Linked DNA regions of Mus musculus: region 1 is linked to region 2. Evidence: chromatin contacts called from public HiChIP or PLAC-seq data. All regions are on one chromosome and are shown on one strand. Each heading gives the region's core, a stretch centred on a gene start, on an enhancer-like site or on the middle of the called end of the contact. The rest is flanking DNA. Distances are from core to core; before and after follow the strand shown. Region 1 overlaps Map3k20 (mitogen-activated protein kinase kinase kinase 20). Region 2 overlaps Rapgef4 (Rap guanine nucleotide exchange factor (GEF) 4).

What was found. HiChIP or PLAC-seq counts read pairs in DNA pulled down with a chosen protein or histone mark.
Region 1: a contact with region 2 is called in an H3K4me3 HiChIP or PLAC-seq map of bone marrow-derived macrophages, with 3 times the contacts expected there. The contact joins two enhancer-like sites. A contact is called at or near these places in 3 of 39 promoter capture datasets (the C10 cell line, the HPC-7 cell line and liver), 2 of 484 Hi-C or Micro-C datasets (bone marrow-derived macrophages and granulosa cells) and 2 of 115 datasets of contacts at active chromatin or transcription factors (bone marrow-derived macrophages and embryonic basal ganglia).

What each region holds. Positions count from the first base shown.
Region 1 is chr2:72,408,802-72,412,192 of GRCm38.p6, forward strand. Map3k20 (mitogen-activated protein kinase kinase kinase 20) reads left to right here. Exons shown (of 20, transcript NM_023057.5): 12 at 1,348-1,392; 13 at 3,129-3,159; 14 at 3,270-3,391. Among named protein-coding and RNA genes, the nearest start is that of Gm39847, 54 kb to the right of the region's middle. Within about 2 kb of position 1,335, at least 40 of the 459 cell types and tissues checked have an H3K27ac peak or open chromatin away from gene starts, as enhancers often do. A contact at or near this core is called in bone marrow-derived macrophages, where this site is marked.
Region 2 is chr2:72,219,779-72,223,182 of GRCm38.p6, forward strand. It overlaps Rapgef4 (Rap guanine nucleotide exchange factor (GEF) 4), which reads left to right. Exons shown (of 31, transcript NM_001204165.1): 18 at 3,239-3,389. Among named protein-coding and RNA genes, the nearest start is that of Map3k20, 64 kb to the right of the region's middle. Within about 2 kb of position 2,118, at least 13 of the 459 cell types and tissues checked have an H3K27ac peak or open chromatin away from gene starts, as enhancers often do. A contact at or near this core is called in bone marrow-derived macrophages, where this site is marked.

The DNA of each region.
Region 1 (3,391 bases), core at 85-2,584, 190 kb after region 2:
AGCATGGGTCTTTGTGCCTGTCACACTGAGAAGACTGAATACATGCATCCTCCGATTGTATTCATTCTGTAAGGTAGTACAGTAAAGATTAAGTGGGCAGGGCGAGATAGAGAACGTGGTTGGTAAAATCCTCGCTTTGCATAGAAGAGGACCTGAGTCCAACACCAGAATGTACACAAGAAGCCCATTGCTGTGGCGTGCACTTATACCCTGTGCTAGGGGCAGACAGGTACCTAGGTCTCTGAAGCTCAGAGTCAGCCCAGCCTAGTTGGTGACTTCCAGCCCAGAGAGTAGTACCCGAGGAATGACACCCAAGTTGTCCTTTGGCTTTTGTGAACAATGCATGTACGTGTGTGTGTGTGTGTGTGTGTGTGTGTCTGTGTGTGTGTGTGTGTGTGTGTGTGTGTGTGCGCGCGCGCGCGCGCCCATGCAGACATACCAAGTATTGTGAGTTAGGAACTTAAAGAAAAAAAAAAAAGACATAATAAAGGTGGCTTCTCTCAAATATAATCCACACACATTTCACTCCGTTCTAGTAAAATTCCTTATAGGGACTCTGCCTCTCCTAGCAGTTTGAGCCTGTGGGTATACAGTAAGCACTGTTTGTAACAGAGATTGGGTGGTACTTTTGCATATTCTTTCATGAATCATTTAAACATTTTGACAACTCAAGCTAGTTGAAGCTAATGACTGTACCACACCCTAGCCCACAGGCCATGGGCCTTCTCAAGTTATGGGAGCATTTGTATGGGAGCATTTGCTATTTAGCCCGTAACTGCGGGACGTACTGATGTGAAAATTTCTCCAGCACAGGCTAAAGTACTCTTCAAATCCCCGTCTCCCTGATAGGGATACATGTTTTAGTCTGTGTTAGAGTAACCGGATGCCTGTGAACAGTTCCATCTTCACATAGCCTGTTTCCTCTATGCAAGTCAGATGTTTAAGCCCTGGAATTGCCCTGTGAGAACAGGCAAAATAAGTCACCCGGCTACTTAGGGTTGCTTGGATAGTAAATTATTGCATTATCCTACTGCTGGCTGAGAATTCTAAGGCTGCTGTGATAGCTGATGATGTTGTGGGCTGTAAAGCCATTCCTGCCAAAGAAGACTACACCAACTTGTACCAAGTCCCACTAAAACGGCATTCACAAGGTGAAATGGGTTGTTGCTGCTGGGCTCAGCATCCCGTGGACTGGCTCTGAGAAGTGAGGGAACGGTTTTCCTCTCGGCCCTAACCTGCAAGCAGAAGCAGGAAGCAGGGCAGAGCGGCAGGGGAGCTGAGAAGACAAACCAAATGCAAGGATAATCTTGCTTCCCTCTTTTCATTTCCTTCATATCTCCCACGCAGCTGCTGCCTTCCTTTGAGATTGGTGCGTGGACTGAAGACGATGTGGTAAGCCGCTCTGTTAGTGACTCTTTAGATCTGGGCAGGAAGCCGACAGATTTGCCCACAAGTTTAGAAATGCGGTTAGAGAGATCTGGGCCTATCTAGCAGAAATCAACAAATTCCTCTTTTTGCATAACTAATCTAATAGAGATTGAAAGTAAGGACTCTATGGTAAAAGCAACTAGGTCTTCAAGCCTTAGGAGAGGGCTCACTGGCTGTGGAAATACTCCAGAATGCAGTACACCACCAACAAGATAAAAGCCGTGATCCTCAGTGTCAAATACACATACTTGAAAAGATGCTTAAACTTCCCTACAGTGCCAGCTGAAGACTTGCGCATGGAGGAGAGAGACAAGGACAGCCTGGAGCTTTCTGCACAGGTTCCCTCTCCCACCTCAGGCCTGCTCTTTAAATGACAAAATGCTTAACTGCCCTCCTTGCTCAGGCCTACCCCAAGAGGAATGGACAGAGCATTCCCCATAATCTGACATTGCAGGAGGCAGGATACTTAAGTCCGAAAGAAGGGCTACATGCAGCTCTGGTAGACTCCCTGAAGAACAATCCCATGTAGCCAATTCTGTCTCCAGATCTGCTTCCTTAATGGGAAATGGTTTTGAGGAGTGCTGATGAGAGAGAGAGAGAGAGAGAGAGAGAGAGAGAGAGAGAGAGAGAGAGAGAGAGAGATCCCTCAGGGCCCGTGCCTGTCCAGGTCCATTTTACAAGCTCACGGGCATCATTAAATGAAGAGGAATGTGAAGATGGAGTGCTAGGTAGGGCTGCCAAGAACGGGCTCCACCCTAGGGAGACAGCCACCCCAAGCAAGCTATCTCAAGAAAAAGGCTCATCACTAGAAATTCCAGATCTGTTCTCCAGCTCAGCCTAGTGTGGGGTTGGGGCATGCCTCTCTGCCCTTTGTATCTTCCTTTAGCATTTGGCAGCAGCATAGACTCCACAAAGTAAAGAAGGCAGATGCCAGCTTCCTGTTTCTCATTCCCAGAACCCTAGAAGCCAAGCCTCTTGCCAGCCCTGTACATAATTGCTTCCTCCCCAGCTACAGGGATGGCCCATCTCCTCCTTTGGAAAGAGGTAGATTTGAAAGATCTGGGTTCTAGGAGCCAGTCTCAGTTTGTGCTGCCAGGTCGAGTGGCTCCCATGCCATTTGGCTAAAAGTCCATTGTCAAGGGACCCAGGGAATCAGAATGACTGAGTCCGGCCTCTCCTCTGTGTATCTTCACCAAGGTAATGTTAGGCCACCAGTAAACAGGGGCCCAGTGATATTCAAGGCCAAGAGACCTCTGGGTGTAACCACCTCAGTGGACACAGAAAGAACCATGTTTTGCCTGTCACCCCATGTGGCTGCCATGACCTGACAGGCCTAGCAGGGGACATCATTTGTCCCATCTCTCTGTCCACTGCTGTGTGGTCCTTGTTGCTCATACAGTTCCTGAAAAAAAGTACCATGGCAATCCCCACCTGCATGAGTGAGTGAAAAAGTCATTATAGCGGCACCTCTAGGAGAGATGTAAACTCTCTCCCTCAGAAGTGTCCCAGCTGCCCAATCCCCCTACGGGAGGAATATCTCCAGTTGGAAAGCTTGAGGCTTTAAAACTACCAAGAGAGCTCTTCCATCTTTCCTCTGTGGTTCAGTTAAAAACATCAGAATCTATGGGAGACTGTAATCGTTAAGAATGACTACTGCCTGTGTGTGAACCTCCCAAACCATGTGTGTCCTCTCTCCACAGTATTTTTGGGTTCAGCAGCTCGTCAGAAAAGGCAAGTAGAATAAGTCCCGTCTCCCCCTCCCCCCGTTTTGTATCTGTGGAGCTAACTTTGTCTTGGCTGTGCTCAAGTCTCACTCCCTGCCCTCTGCCCTTCTCCCCCAGGCGAGTCTTCAGTAGAGATGAGTGGATACGCAAGTTTGTTTAAGGAGAACAACATCACAGGCAAGCGGTTGCTGCTTCTGGAAGAGGAAGATCTGAAAGACATGGGCATCGTCTCCAAGGGA
Region 2 (3,404 bases), core at 868-3,367:
ATTTCAGCGTATTATCCAATGCAATATTCCAAGAGACAGGAAGGATCCAGGCCCATTCTATCCCCACCGCTGCACAGCTATTTTATGGAGTGTCTTTTTAAATAAGTAACTCAGCTTGAATGATTTCTTTGCCCACATATCTGTAAAATATTTGGAGTTCTCTTGAACAGTTCACTAATCTATTTTAAAATACAGTTGCCTCTTAAGAACCAAATCAAGAGGCTAGAGATGTGGATGACTTAGTGATTAAAGGCGTTTGCTGTTCTTGCAGAGGAATTGAGTCTATTTCACAGTACCCACAGGGCTGTTCATTTGTAACTTGAGTTCCCGGGAATCTAATGCCCTCTGCTGGCCTCTGTGTGTACTGCATGCACATGATGCACTTAACATGCAAATAAAACACCTGTAAACATGAAACAAAAACAAATGCATCTTTTTAAAAAAAAAAAATCATCACTTCCCTCGTTTCCTCTTGAGGTGATTCTTCTAAATTTAGGGCAAGGCTCCCACTGTGTACACCAGCTCAGTAGAAGCCTCCATTTCCTTGTATAGTGTCACCATCTTTAAGTAATTGTAAAGCATATTTCATGTGTAATGAAATCTTTTTAAAGACTCTAGACTGTACAGCTAGTCTGGGCACAGTGTGATTTTCTTTTAAAGTTGGTATGACATGTTCAAAAATATATGCACATTTTCACAGAATAAGGCCATCAGAAAGTTTTTTTAATAGACATCATCACCCAGTTTTCTATCAAAGTGGATAGAGAGAAGCCTAGGTTGAGGAGAAGGCTTGGGAATATATACTATGGCCACAGCTCAAAGTCAAGATAGCTGGTGTAAAGTGAGCTCAGCGTAAGCCTGGCATATCGGGAGCCTTCAAACCCATCCTACTTTGAGCCCATACTTTTCCTACCTCATACTTACCAAGCCTGTCCAAACTCCACACCCCTGCTTCCATCTTAGCCATCCCTACTTTATTCTGCTGACTCCAGAAATGAAAGTTTAGAATAGAGCTAAGCCCAGTTTCCATGTGTCTGGATTTATTTCCTGTCCTTGTACTCGACACCCAGACCCTGGGTCATTTATAAAGAAAAGAGATGTAGCTGCTCATAGTTCTGGGAGCTGGGAGTTCAGGGGAGGGGGCGGTATCTCCTCACGGGCTGCTGGGGGCATCATCCCTCTCCACGCAGAAGGGCTAATGGGCATGTTAGAAGAAAGAGCCAAGAAAGAAACCCACATGTTGTATAACGATCCACTCTAGAAAGCACCAATCCACTCCCGAGAACGAATATTGTCTCTCATCAAAAACATCAGTGTCCCTTAAAGACATAGCCTTGCAGTGTTGCATTAAAGAATTAAAGCCCAAACATGAATCTTGGTGGGAGCATGCCATATGAAAACTATAGCACCACACAAAACACAGGGGTGTATCAAATTAAGCAAAAGAGACCATGAGAAGGTAGTATACTTTTGTTATGTTAGTTTGTGGTACCTAGTTCTCTTTGAATCGGCCTTACATTAGTGTTAATAGATATATCTAAAGAGAAGCTGGAAACTGTCTCATCTCATCTCTTCTTCGGGCGAGCAAACAGAAGTCTGTAGTTTGCAGTGACTCACTCCAAATCAAAGCACTAGACAGTGGGAACCAAAGAACGCACGCTCAGAGTCTCCTCTGCTGAGCCAACCCCTGACAGTGCTAACGTCTGCTTGCCGGTTGCAACAGTAACGAAACTTTATACCCGGTATTGTAGTTCTTACGAAAGAAAAACGGAGTTATGCATATATATATAAGCAAGAGACCAAAGGGTTAATCAGAAAAGAAATAATTTTCACATAAAGTGATCTGTCTTCCCTTTTTTTTATTGTAAGCTCAGAGAGAATTGTAGCAATACAGGTTGAGCAATTTTCTTTTTTTATGAATCTCGTGCTCAATTTATGAAAGCCATTTTGCAACCCATTTACATGCAGTAAACCTTTGCTTTAAGTTTCTGTCATTTGCCTTGATCATGATTATTTATAGTTCTTTCCGAAAGGCCCTTTGCTGCGTTAGCTCTCAAGTACGGCACTGCCACGAGGCAGTTTTCTATGGTGCCTTTTAAGCCTGGCTGTCAGCTCAGACGAGGCTGGTCTTGTTATTTGCTACAAGGCTCAGGAATGCTGTTCAGTGGGAATGAAGCTAGCCAGAGTCGGGAGTCTTGGACTCAAAGCCAACTGTGCCCTCTCCCTAGATAATCATAGCCTTTTATGTTCCTTTTGTGTTGGTTTGCCCACTTTTAGAAAGGAAACAACATTTTTGTCGCCAGATGCTAAAATAGAGCTTCACCAAAGTCCCTTTTGTGCAGTTTATAACATAAACTATAAATGCTAAGTTGTTTTATGAACAGGGTGACCATGATATGAGCGCCTATAAATCACTAAAAAAGGAAAAGGGTGTCTGATCTAAAATACTTGTGCTGTCTACACAGGAGTGGTAATGGCAGTATGACCCTTTACTTTAGACGTGTGGTGGACACTCAGTTAAGTGTTGAATTCTACTGATGAATAAATAAAAAGTTTGCCATCGAGGCTCACAGCACTAGGCATGGTATAGAACACAGGACAAAGATCCCCTCCAAGCCTCACTGGCTTATAATTAAGATGGCCGGCCACGTGGCTCAAATTGATGATGAAGTAGGCAGTGGCTCTGGATGAGAGATGAAGAGGTGGCATAAGGAGGGTCTGGAGCTCTCACTAGGGACTCTGTAATGCAGAGTGAGTTCCTCTACATCCTCCTGGCTTGTTTCTATAAACACTGCACCAGCCATGGTCCTAGCAGAATGGGGTACCCCACTCAGAAGAGTTAAATTGGAATTCATGCAAAGAAGGATCATAATGATAGGGGCAGAATTAAGGGGACCAACAGGAGGAGGCAAAATACCCAGAAGTAAGCAATGGGAAATCACATTACTGTCCTGGAGGGTGGGGTATAGGACAGGAAGGGAGAATGAGAACCGAGGCTAGACCCTGCAGGAATCCTGGTCATGTCTGTGGAGCCTGCAGTCTAACTCTTCAGTCAGCTATCAGGAGTCACCAACAGTGTGTGCGTGTGTGCTTCAGACACTGTGATGGGAAGTTTCCTTGAGGACCAACGTGGGAGATGGCATAAGTCCAAAGCTGGGATCTGTCATTCTCTGCCTTGCACGTAGCACAAGCGAAACGGGTGGGAAGTAGCTCTGTGGTTTCCTTGACTCCTTGGCACTTACCACGCACAGCCTTCTCAAGGTACCGAGCAGGAGAGAATGGATTATGCCCTCAACAACAAGAGGCGGGTCATCCGCTTGGTCCTGCAGTGGGCGGCCATGTATGGCGATCTCCTCCAAGAAGATGATGTGGCCATGGCCTTCCTGGAGGTATGTGGGGGTCAT